Regions from separate parts of the Pan troglodytes genome. Here region 1 is linked to region 2. A link is a contact called in public HiChIP or PLAC-seq data. All regions are on one chromosome and are shown on one strand. Each heading gives the region's core, a stretch centred on a gene start, on an enhancer-like site or on the middle of the called end of the contact. The rest is flanking DNA. Distances are from core to core; before and after follow the strand shown.

Region 1 (5,947 bases), core at 3,333-5,832, 190 kb before region 2:
GGGTCACAGGGAGAACTCATGGTCTGTTGTTAAGGGCACAGCTGCCAGTCAGGAAGTGGGATTCCAGCACCATCCCCATGCCCAGCTGTGTGGCCTGGGATCCAGTCTCTTTCTATCCTAGGCCTCAGTTTCCACACTGGAGGAGAACTAAGAGCTCCAGCTCTGACCATGTGTGAGTGCGTATGTGACTCAGGAGAGCCCTGCCCCAGGCCAGGCAAGTTTCATAATCAGGGTGATGGTGGAGACAGCCAAGCTGACACCTTCCCTGACTGCCTCGGGGCAGACTGCTCAGAAGGCCCCCTCCCATTTTCCTGGCTCCACAACTGCTGATGCTTGGAGATGCCCATGGGAAAGTCACCTCCACAGCCTTAGGAAATCAGTTGCCACACAGCTCTCTCTCCCCTCCTCTGTATCAGTCGCAGCAAGGAAAGGGAGAGCAAAGAGGCCTGCTTTGGAATCAGATCTGTGTTCAAATCCTAGCCCCAACACTCACTAAATGTGCTCTCTGGGGCAAGTTACTTCATTTTCCTCATTTGTGAAATGAATGTAAGTGCCCACAGGCAGTGGGTGCTCAGACCTCTGCGTGCTCCTTTTTCAAACACAGGCCAGCACTTCCCCACCTCCCTGGGCTCCTCCCTGCTCCATGCTGCCCACTGGGGAAAACACACCAAGTGCTAGGCAACCCAGGCCCCACAGCGCCTTCCTCTCTGTACATCCTCCTGCCACCTGCCCAGGGACCAGGGAGAGGACTCATCCTAACCCTGCAGGGCCCAGGGACCTGCAGCAGGGGAAGGCTTTGCTTGGTGCCACTGTGGAGCTCTGGTCTAGAAACAGGCAGCTGGGGCTACCTTCAGCCTCTGCCTTGACGACAGCAGCTCTGAAGTCACCATCCCCACCCCCACGCTTCACTCTCATTTCAAGGGCTTCAGCCTCATCAACATCTGTACCGGCAGTTTCACTGTCTCCACGCCATACTCTTCCCCAGACCACCTCCTACAGGGAGCCCTCCAGTTCAGGCCAAAAACAATTCCACCGTCATTATCCCCATGCATCCATGCAAGATTGGCCCAGAACACCCCACCATGAACACCCACCACAGCAGGCATAAGGTGCTTGGAGATCCCAGGATCAGTCTCCATGGAACCTGGTTTCTCCTGAGGCAAGGAAGCTGGAACTAAGCGGTGTGAAAACTGATGGGTGGCTGCAGAGCCAAGTGCCATTTGGGAGACAGGAAGAAGGGCAAAGAGGGACCCAACCCAGGGTGGAGATGGGGGTGAGAGAGGTAACTGCCCCCAGTTGATGAAGTGCGTGGAGCGCAACTGGGAGAGACTTACTTCAAAGATCGTGGGCAGAACTGGCCTCTGGGCCTCCAGCCAACTCTGGGGCAATTATGAAGCTGGGCAGGCACTGCCCTCGTAGGGGGCCAGGCCTGGAGCTGAGTGTGGGGCAGAAAGGAGTCGCAGCATTTGGTGCAGCGACCCCAGGACGTGGGTATGCTAGCTGAGATGTGGGGCCTGCCCCGGGAGGCCGAGCAGTGCCTGGGGCAGCACCTTAGTGGCTCCTCTCTACGCCCCAGTCCCTGGCTTAGAGCTGGGGAGCCTGCGCTCTTCCCAAGACTGGCTCGGCGGACAGCCACAAAGCGCAGCTGGACGCCGACCCCGGGGAGGCTGGAGGTACCCCTGACGGAGGAGGACGTGAGGAGCCCCGAAATGCTAGGGGGGTGCTGGATGGCAGGCACCTGCCCGGCAGGGCCGGTAACCGGAATGGGGGTCTGGCTTACCTAGCATTAGCAGCAGCAGCAGCGGCAGCGACGGCGGCAGCAGCGTGGGCCTGAGGGCGCCCATCCTGCGCGGCCAGCTCTGGGGAGGCTCCGGGGGACAGCGCGGGTTCTGGGGGGCCGGAAGGGTGGGGGGCGCATGCCCAGGTTGAGGGCAGGAAGCGGGGCAGCGAGGCGTGGGTACGCCGAGCGAGCTGAACTGGAGCTGCCGAATCCCCTCCCTCCGCCCCTCCCGCTGCTTTCCCTCCAGCCCTCGGCAGTTTTGAAACCATTCTCGCCCCGGCCCGCCCCGGCACCGCCCCTTCCCCCGCCCCGTCTAGGCCCGCCCCGCCCCGGACCCTGCCTTGGCCCTGCCCGCCCCACCCCCGCCAGACTCCGGCCTTTGCTCCGCACCTGGCCGCGGCCCCGCCCCGCCCCCGCCCCGCCCCGCCCCTCGAAACTCACCTTTGCGTCCCATCGAGTCCCAGCCCCGCCCTGGCCCCGCCCCGCCCCGCCCCGCCCCGCCAAGACTCCAGCCCTGGGTCCGCCCCGGGCCTCGGCCCAGCCCCAGTTCCGGCCCCTCCCCCGCCCCGCCCCACCAGGACTACAGTCGGACTCCAATCCTGGCTCCTCCCCGGGCCCCGGCCCCGCCCCAGTCCCGAGCCGCACCCCTTCTCCGTCCCCGCAGGGCTAACGTCAGCCTCCAATCCTGGCTCCGCCCTGGACCCCGGCCTCGCCCCGCCCCTGGCCCTGGCTCCGCCCGAGGCCCCTGCAGGAGTGAGCTAACTGCACCTCTGCGCATCGAAATTCCCACCCACCCTCGCACAGAGCGCATTCCACCCCGCACCTGCCAGCCTTTCCTGGAGAGCTGGGTGCAGGGTCCCTGGGATTGGCGAGGTGACTGTGACCACGCATTTAGAATTCAGTTATTTGCTCTGAGCCATAGTCCTCGCTGCAAACCCTGCTGAAGTAGGGGTTGGCGGAAGCCAGGAGTTCCTGAATGCGAAGGGTTTGAGCTGAAGGGCGCTTCCAGGATCCAGAAGGTCACTGGAGACCTGTTTTTCACCCCCTCAGAGGGCAAAACCAAAAGAAAAATGGATTAGGAGAGGGGGCCGTCCATGTGACGTCATTTCTGGGTTGGGTGATCCTAGCCCAGTTGTTTAACCTCCTTCAACTTCAGTTTTCTCCTCTGCAAATTGAATTCAGGTTGATCACATCACCCAAAGGGTTATTGTGATGATAGGTAATGTACATAAAGTGTTTGGCACAGGAAACTAACACGAAATGGGAGATAAAGAAGGATTATTTTGTTTTAGGTTTTGAATTATTATTTGAACTGCTTCCTAAGAGGCTTAGTTTAGACCTAGTTTAGACCTGGCATTTAGGTGAAGGAGTCTCTATGTTCAGTGACAGTGGGAAGAGATGAACATTGCTCTGTTCTAGGAAGAGTGGGGCTTGCCCTGGAGGTGGGAGAATGGAGGAGGCACCCTTCCCAGGTGCTCTGTCTCTTCCTGAACTGTAAAGATGGGAAGTGGGCAGGGGCAGGAAGGATGAGACCAGAATGGGGAGAAGAGATGGCCAGGTTTGCAAAGCCAAGGCTGTCAGAGTGACTGTCAGTGGGAGGTGACCCCAGAGCCCATTTACCACCCTCTACCCTCCAACATCCTCCCTCTCCCCTCTCATCCCCCTTCCCTCCCACTCACTCACCCCCCCCTTTACAGAAGAGGAAACTGAGGCCCAGAGAGGGTAAGTGGCACAGGCCAGACCAGACCTTCCTTGACATGGTATTCCTCAAGCGTGGCACAGTGCCTGACTCTGAGAAGATGCTCACGGGGTTGCCAGTAGAAGCCACATTGAGGAACCCTGGAGAAGCCAGAGAAACTGAGGCCTTGAAGGGAGATCAGAGGTCCAGCCCTCACTTCCCAGGACTGCCAGCACTGGCCCATGAACAGGGCAATAGGGTGCCTGTTTATTCCCACTTTGAAATATCCAGAAGGTTGCTCCAGAACCTCATCATCTAAATCCATCCACAGGCATATCGAGCTATGTGAAAACTGAAACTCATAGGGGAAGCTTTTGGAAGAACACGTCTCTCCCTTTATAATGGATTTAATTATCGAGTGGATTTAATGCCTTCATGATGCTTGAGGGATGAAAGATGTTACCAATTGTAATAATGATAGATGTCATTTATGAAATGCTTACACAAGAAGGCCCTTTTGGATATTAGTCCTAGTCCTTATAGCATATTTTGCAAGGTGGTGTCATTTAACAGAAGAGAAACTTGAGGTTAGGCAGGTTAAGTACCTTGCCCAAGGCCACACAGTTTTTAAGTGGCTTAGGGGTGACTTCAGCCCAGGCTTGTCTGTCTGTCCCCAAAGCCCCAAATCTTCCTACACCTCACTGTCCCTCCTCCCAAGCCTCTCCACCCTGTAAACTCAGTCATTCAACAAATATTGATTGGTCCAGGCCTTGTACTGGGCACTGGAGATGCCATGGTAAACAAGGTGGGCCTGCTCCCCTGCCCTCAGGGAACATAGTTCTATATGTTAGGGATACATTTCATAAACAAGTCATAACCAACCCCCAGTATGAGCATGATGAGAGGGGTCTTCAGGGAGGTGAGGTATCCTCTCTTACCCTGTGGCCCGGGGCTGGGAAGGAGCTGGGGGCAGGTTGGCGTTGAGAACTGGGTTGGTGTCTCCCTCCAGAAGGGATAAGGCCCAAGGAGAGAACAGTGTCTTCAGCAGGCCCCTCTGGAACCCAGGCACCTCTGGAACCCAGACTGCAGGTTCCAGAGGCGGCCAGCAGAGGGAGCCCACAGCCCAGGCCTGACGGACCCCTCAGCTGCTTATGTAACTGGGAAAGCTGGGGGAGGAGAACAAACCCCAGGCACGAGGCACGTCACACACACAGACACATGTCCCCACTGTAATGGAGCGGGGATCAGACAGAAAGACGGCTCCCAGAAACACACCCCCACAGAGCCATGCGCAAACACACACAAGCTGCAAAACAGCGATGCATGGTGTAGATTGGAGGGCACTCATCTCATCCATTAAAAACACACACCTAGGCTGGTGCCCTAGGGTGGGGTGAGCAGAGAAAGGAGGAAGGAAGCCCTTCAGTGAGTTTCCAGGCCAGACTGAGACACGAAGGAGGAGGGAGCCTGGGTTTGCAGAGAGACCTGGCAGGTATGCAGTAGTGACCATGAGGGACCCTGATGCCCGGCTGGGCTGTGTTGTCACTGCCATCACCAGCTTCCCACCTGCCCTCCATGTACTACCCCAGGCGTGGGCCTGCATCCGACACCTGTCCTGTTTCACATGAAACAGGTCTCATTTCACCTCAAGATGACATATACACAAGACACCAAGGTGACACTGAGGAGTCATGAGTATTGTTAAAGATAATTGAGACCCACGCTCTGCCCAAAAGCAGTTTATAATCCAGCTGAGATGTGACACACCACAGTCACAACCAAGCAGACAGCTCTCAGAGAGGAGCACGTTCAAAGACAGGACCATTCACATATGCTGACCTGTGTCAGGCACTAAATGTGATCTCATTTATCCTCACGTGCTATTATTATCCCTGTGAGAAAACTGAGGCATAGAAAAGTTAAGAAACTTGTCCAAGGTTAATGGATTAGTTACTGTCCACACAGGGATTCGAAACGGATCACCTCACTGTGGAGCCTGTGCTTCTAACTCCTGTTATGTTGCTGCTTAAAGACAAACGTCACTAGGGACACAGTTAAATATGGGCTTAGCACACATGAGTATATACCAAGCTGTAGACACAGATACTGCCATGGGGACAAAGTGACAAATACATCAAATACATAAGCACACATGCTCGTCAGACTGTCAGACATATAGAAATGGCACAAGCATACATAGGACTCAGCTCTCTCTCTTTTAAATGTGTATCAACCCTAGCTTTGTGGGGAGCTAAGGATCACACACAAGAATGTCCTGTGATTTATGTGTGTTTATAAAGCATTGGCCCATACTGCCCTGATGAGCTATATTTTCCCACCCTCCCAGAAGGGAAAATTCTCTCTGCTGAGTTGCTGAGAGGCTCAAGCAGAGTCAGAGACAGAAGTAGCACAAAAACCTACCCTCGCCCTGATAACAAACTCATTCAGAGACACACTGAAACAGAAGTGCACACACAAAGATAAACACA
Region 2 (5,946 bases), core at 127-2,626:
AATATCTCAGGTTCACTTAACCCCCAGAATGGGTCCTCACACCTGCCCTCTTCGGGCCTTTCCCACTTTGGACTCTTACTTTCCAGAAGCTCCTCCAATTCCCTGTCCGCTTCGGCCCCGACACTACAGCCTTCCTCAGCGGCGGCCATCTTGCTACCTCCGACTTGCCGTAGGAGGCGGGACCTCTTCGGTGCCGCCACGCCCTCCACCCCTTCGCTCCCGCCCTCTTCTGCCTCGGGTAACCAATGGTATTGTTGACCAGTGCGGAACCGCCATTTTTAAAGGGCCAGGAAGCTTTGAGTGTTTGTGTTTTGGGTATTTTTCCCTTTTCTCCTGTGAAACAGAGAATTAGGGATAAGATAGGGTTATTTTCTGTCTGGTTTTAGAGGCCCGGACTCCTTTCTTTCAACTTCCCAAATTACCTGGCGAAGCTCTTTCATTATTTTTTCCTGAGCTGTGAGTAGGCCAGATTGAGACAAACTGCCTACAAATAACCAGAATCTAAACATATATAATTGAGATGACAATTATGGCACATAACATACTACTTTCTCTCATTTCATTTTTTTTTTTTAATTTTTTTTTGAGAAGGAGTCTTGCTCTGTCGCCTACGCTGGAATGCAGTGGCGCCATCTCGGCTCACTGCAGCCTTGGCCTCCCGGGTTCAAGCGATTCTTCCTGCCTCAGCCTCCCGTGTAGCTAGGATTACAGGCGCGCGACACCACGTCCGACTAATTTTTGTAGAGACGGGGTTTTAACATGTTGGCCGGGCTGGTTGGCCAGGCTGGTCTCGAACTCCGGACCTCAGGTGATCCGCCCACCTCGGCCTCCCGAAGTGCTGGGATTACAGGCGTGAGCCACTGCGCCCGGCTTCACTTCATTGTTTCACTCAAATATTATCTTTTCTGAAACGCTTTCCTTGGCCATTCCCGTTCCTTTTCTTCCTAACACTGAACAGTATCTGACATACTATCTACCGTACTTGTTTATTCTCCGCTCCCCACCCTGCAGAATTTAAACACCATGAAGGCAAAGATTTTCGTCTGTTGTCTTCACTGCTGTAAAGCCCAACTCCCAGGCTAGGGTTTAAAACTTAGTAGGCATTCATTGGCCACTCTTTGCTCTCGCAGTCCCTAATCAGGCACATCTGTCTGCCCAATCTAGTGGCATCTCTCATTTCCTATTATCTATTAGAACTGTTTGATTAAAGGACACAGGGCCGGCCAGGAACTTAGAACTCAATGTTATTAAGAGAGCCTCTGGGACCTTGGACTGAGCAGGGCAATTCGAATGCAGTAGTAATAGACTTACTTTCCCTGAACCATCTCCTTTTCTCCACACAGAACCCAACCTCCAACTGAGTGAACACGGGGAATGCTCAGATAGAGGTAACTCTAGACGTCCCTTTCCTCCTTTGGAATTGTTCTATTCAGATGTCAGAATGTAGCAACTGTTTCACATACAAATCTGTTTTCGCACTTAGCACCTATTATTAAGGTCTTGTTCTGGGCACAGTGAGGACAGAGAGATAAATCAGGACCACCCCCTGCTGTAAGGTAGCTAAGTGGGGGTGAGCCGGAGGTATGATGAGATATACACACAGTAAGTATGATACAAGGTAAGAATTTTAAATGAAAAAAAATCCTGTGTTAATTCACCTCATCACTTTCATTCTTAGCTTCCTAAACACACATTTGAGTACTGCATCAAGCACCAGATCAAGCACTTACTATGTCCTTCACAGATAGGGCACAGACTTGTAAAATCATATCTGCAAAACCTGTTTTCTTCCAACCACAAGTAGTGTGTTTTGGGATCAAAATATTATGAACTGTGAGTTAGAAAGCCTAAATTCCAGCCCCAATTCTGCCACTAATCACTTTTGAAGTCCTTTACAATTCTAAACTTCTGTAATCAAATCCTTTCCTGATAAACCTGTTTCCCCAACACCTGCAACATAATTTATTCCAGACTTTCTCATTCAAACTGCTTACACGTGTATCTCCAATATGGCTATAGTTGTAACAAGCACGTTAAAAAAAGAAAACTTGTCTATCAACAGGCATCTCTATTAGTTTTATTTTTTGAGACAGAGTTTCACTGTCGCCCAGGCTGGAGTGCAGTGGTGCAATTTTGGCTCACTGCAGCCTCCACCTCCCGGGTTCAAGTGATTCTCCTGTCTCAGCCACCTGAGTAGCTGGGTCTGCAGGCTCGCGCCACCATGCCCAACTAATTTTTGTATTTTTAGTAGAGACAGTGTTTCACCATATTGGCCAGGCTGGTCTTTAACTCCTGACCTCAAGTGATATGCCCACCTTGGCCTCCCAAAGTACTGGGATTATAGATGTGAGCCACTACACCTGGTCAATTGGCTTTAAACTAATGTAATATAAGCATGTTAATTAAAAGATAATAGATGATAATTAAAATGGAGTCAAAAACAAGCATGATTCTTTCTTTGCATTATTTCTTAAACTTCTTTCTGCTTTTCTCTTTTTACTACTAATATTCCTAACATCTCATCTCAGTATTTACTGACCTACTGACTGCTCCTTCTGCCCTTCTAATGTATAGCGAATACTGTTGAATAACAGTATTTTATAGCGCTTTCACATCACTCTGTTCCTTAAGGATTTAATGGTTCTCCACAGTTTATCAAACAAATTCTTATTCTTGCCTGGGAATCACAATTATTTCACATCTTGTTTCCCCAATTATGTAAGATTCAAGAGGCAGGAATTGTAAAGTTTTTCCATATCCCTCAGTAATAATGTTTTTGTGTGCAAAATTAATTTTGTAATTTAATTTGCAAATTATAAATTTAAAAAATTTGCCAAAATTTACCACCAACTTGTCTATGTTTATAGGGATAATGTTTGTAACTTGGGAAAGTGTCATCAAAGTAGTATGTACTTTTTTTTTTTTTTTTTTTTTGAGACAGAGTCTTGCTCTGTCGCCCAGGCTGGAGTTCAGTGGCATGATCTCGGCTCACTGCAACCTCCGCCTCCCAGGTTCATGCCATTCTCCTACCTCAGCCTCCTGAGTAGCTGGTACTACAGGTCCCCGCCACCACGCCTGGCTAATTTTTTGTATTTTTAGTAGAGACAGGGTTTCACCATGTTAGCCAGGATGGTCTCGATCTCCTGACCTCGTGTTCCGCCTGCCTTGGCCTCCCCAAGTGCTGGGATTACAGGCGTGAGCCACCACGCCCGGCTTTTTTTTTTTTTTTTTAAGACAAAGTCTTGCTCTTGTCCCCCAGGCTGGAGTGCAATGGTGTTATCTCAGTTCACTGCAACCTCCGCCTCCCGGGTTCAAGCAATTCTCCTGCCTCAGCCTCCTGAGTAGCTGGGATTACAGGTGCCTGCCACCCTACCCAGCTAATTTTTGTATTTTTCGTAGAAACAGGGTTTCACCGTGTTGGCCAGGCTGTTCTCGAACTCCTGACCTCAGGTGATCTGCCTGCCTTGGCCTCCCAAAGTGGTGGGATTACAGGCGTGAGCCACCACTCCCGGCTAATATGTACATTTTTTTTTTTTGAGACGAAGTCTCGCTCTTGTACCCCAGGGTGGAGTGCAATGGCGCAATCTCATTAGTAGTATGTACACTGTTGAGAAGGCAGCCTTAGTTTAGGGATGCTGTTTAAAAAAGCAACTCTTAAGATAAAGCTAAAAAATACAACGTATAGTATGAAGAGAAGTAAAAAACAAAGTGAAGCTCCCTAATATATTGATACGAGAAAATACCAAAAATGCTAAATGAAAAAACAAAGGTACAAAATTGTTAAATAGTGTGGTTTCATTTGTGTATAAAAGGAGATAGAGAATGGCATAGTGATATCAGCATGTGCATGTATATGTGTGTGTATGTGTATATATATATATATATATATAAAATTTCTGGAAGGATGTAAGAAAGCTGGTAACAGTGGTTACCTGTTTAGGGGAAGGTGATAGGAACTGGGTGGCTGATGAAAGGGTGGAAAGATTTGTCACAGAATAGCTTTTTATATTTACTGATTTTTCAACTATATGCATTTATTATTTATTGAAAACATGAATTTAACACGCAAAAAAGTACTTATTTTAATCAAAGGCACAGTAACGTCACTCTACCCAATTATTCTTAGCATATGACAAGCAAAATATTGTATTGTTAATGTAATCATTGTATCATTGTGATATATATAAAGTACTATTCTTTTATCTGTATATTACATGTAAAATATCTAGAACAGTGACAGTCACATGGCAGGTGCTCAATAAATATTGCTATAATTAGCAAAAGATAAAAGGCTGCAATCAAAAACAGAATAAGGGAGCTACTTGCTTTCTATCATTTTCACAGCAGTTTAGGTCCTCATATATATCCTATGAAAAATATGTGCTTCTTTTTTTCTTTCTTTTTTTTGAGATGGAGTCTCACTCTGTCGCCCAGGCTGGAGTGCGGTGGCGCGATCTCAGCTTACTGCAACCTCCGCCTCCCAGGTTCAAGAAATCCTCTGCCTCAGCCTCCAGAGTAGCTGGGATTACAGGCACCCACCACCATGCCTGGCTAGCTTTTTTTTTTTCCCAATAGTGGATGTTTATTTTGTAATTAAAAATGATTACTGGAAGGAAGATATGTACTTTGGTGGGGTGCCTGCATGGGTGAACAAGAACATGAGAGTGTCCAAGAAATAAATGGCCAAGTCAAGAAGCTCTCATAGAGATTTATTTAGTGTGAGAAATATGAGAACAATAGTTGTAAAGAACAAATCAATAACCCGCAGTGTGCATTTTGGAAAACCAAATAACTTCTTCAAATTTCTGAGTACACAGAGGGTACCTGCCTTGAAATTTAAATGTCTAAGGAAAATGGGAGATGATTAAGAGTTGGTGTGGCCTAGTCACACCAAAATGTATTTATTACATCCTGCTCCTTTCTAGTTGACAGGAAAGAAAGCTGCTGTGGGGAGAGGAGGGATAAATACTGAAGGGATTTACTAAACAAATGTCCATCACAGAGTTTTCCTTTTTTTTTTTTGAGACAGAGTCTTGCTCTGTCACCCAGGCTGGAATGAAGTGGTATGATCTCAGTTGACTGCAACCTCCACCTCCTAGGTTCAAGCGATTCTCATGCCTCAGCCTCCTGAGCAGCTGGGACTATAGGCGCATGCTACCATGTCAGGCTAATTTTTGTATTTTTATTAGAGACGGGGTGTTGCCATGTTGGCCAGGCAGGTCTCGAACTCCTGGCCTCAGATGATCTGCCCACCGCAGCCTCCCAAAGTGCTGGGATTACAGGTATGAGCCACTCCACCCAGCCCAGAGTTTTCATTTGTTCCTTAAAATAATTAAGCTGGAAAGGCAAGGACAATTATGAGCACAACTATAGTCAAGTTGAGAAGACCTCAAAAAAGTCAAGTTTAGACCTTCAGATTTTCCATAGAAGAGAAAAAGATACTAGGTTTTAGGGTACAGAGAGCCAGATCCGAAGAGTAGCTGCAGGGGGAAGGTGCTGTTAGAAGGAGGATATAGACACATTCTCTGGGGGGAACATATGGTGACTGACCCATGCACACAAAGGGGGCCTTAGCGAAACTGCAGAGGACTGATCCTTAAACCAATCACATCTTTGCCAATCTCTGTCACCTGTGGAAAAACGAACAAAGGAACAAGTTAGAGATTTGTAAGGTTGAGAACCCTAGAAAATGTATTCCCTATACCCCTCAATGGGCACAGTAGACAGGTATTGGGGTGTTCATCACTGACTGGCCAAGAGCAGTGGGGAGATGCTCTAGCTTTCTCCAGTGTCACTGCCTCAGGGAGCAGGAGACAAGCACAAGAAGAAAAAAAGGACCACCATGTTTCTTTCTTTTTCCCCTTCGCTCAATATCCTAGATATATTTATTGAGGACAGTACTTACTGTGGTGACCCTGCAGATTTGACCTTTGAACTCAGGGGAAT

The links. HiChIP or PLAC-seq counts read pairs in DNA pulled down with a chosen protein or histone mark.
Region 1: a contact with region 2 is called in an H3K4me3 HiChIP or PLAC-seq map of stem cell-derived excitatory neurons, with 2.9 times the contacts expected there. The contact joins the promoter of IGSF8 here to the promoter of PEX19 in region 2. A contact is called at or near these places in 2 of 7 Hi-C or Micro-C datasets (blood and stem cell-derived neural progenitor cells) and 1 of 1 datasets of contacts at active chromatin or transcription factors (stem cell-derived excitatory neurons).

What each region holds. Positions count from the first base shown.
Region 1 is chr1:89,099,649-89,105,595 of NHGRI_mPanTro3-v2.0_pri, reverse strand. IGSF8 (immunoglobulin superfamily member 8) reads right to left here and starts at 4,582. Exons shown (of 8, transcript XM_054687457.2): 1 at 2,604-4,582; 2 at 1,781-1,889. The coding sequence starts at 1,844.
Region 2 is chr1:88,911,264-88,917,209 of NHGRI_mPanTro3-v2.0_pri, reverse strand. PEX19 (peroxisomal biogenesis factor 19) reads right to left here and starts at 1,376. Exons shown (of 9, transcript XM_001171920.8): 1 at 1,312-1,376; 2 at 80-333. The coding sequence starts at 149. It overlaps LOC107968979 (a long non-coding RNA gene), which reads left to right. Exons shown (of 3, transcript XR_001710549.4): 2 at 1,344-1,388. It overlaps COPA (COPI coat complex subunit alpha), which reads right to left. Exons shown (of 33, transcript XM_001171574.6): 32 at 5,906-5,946; 33 at 4,689-5,630. The coding sequence ends at 5,571.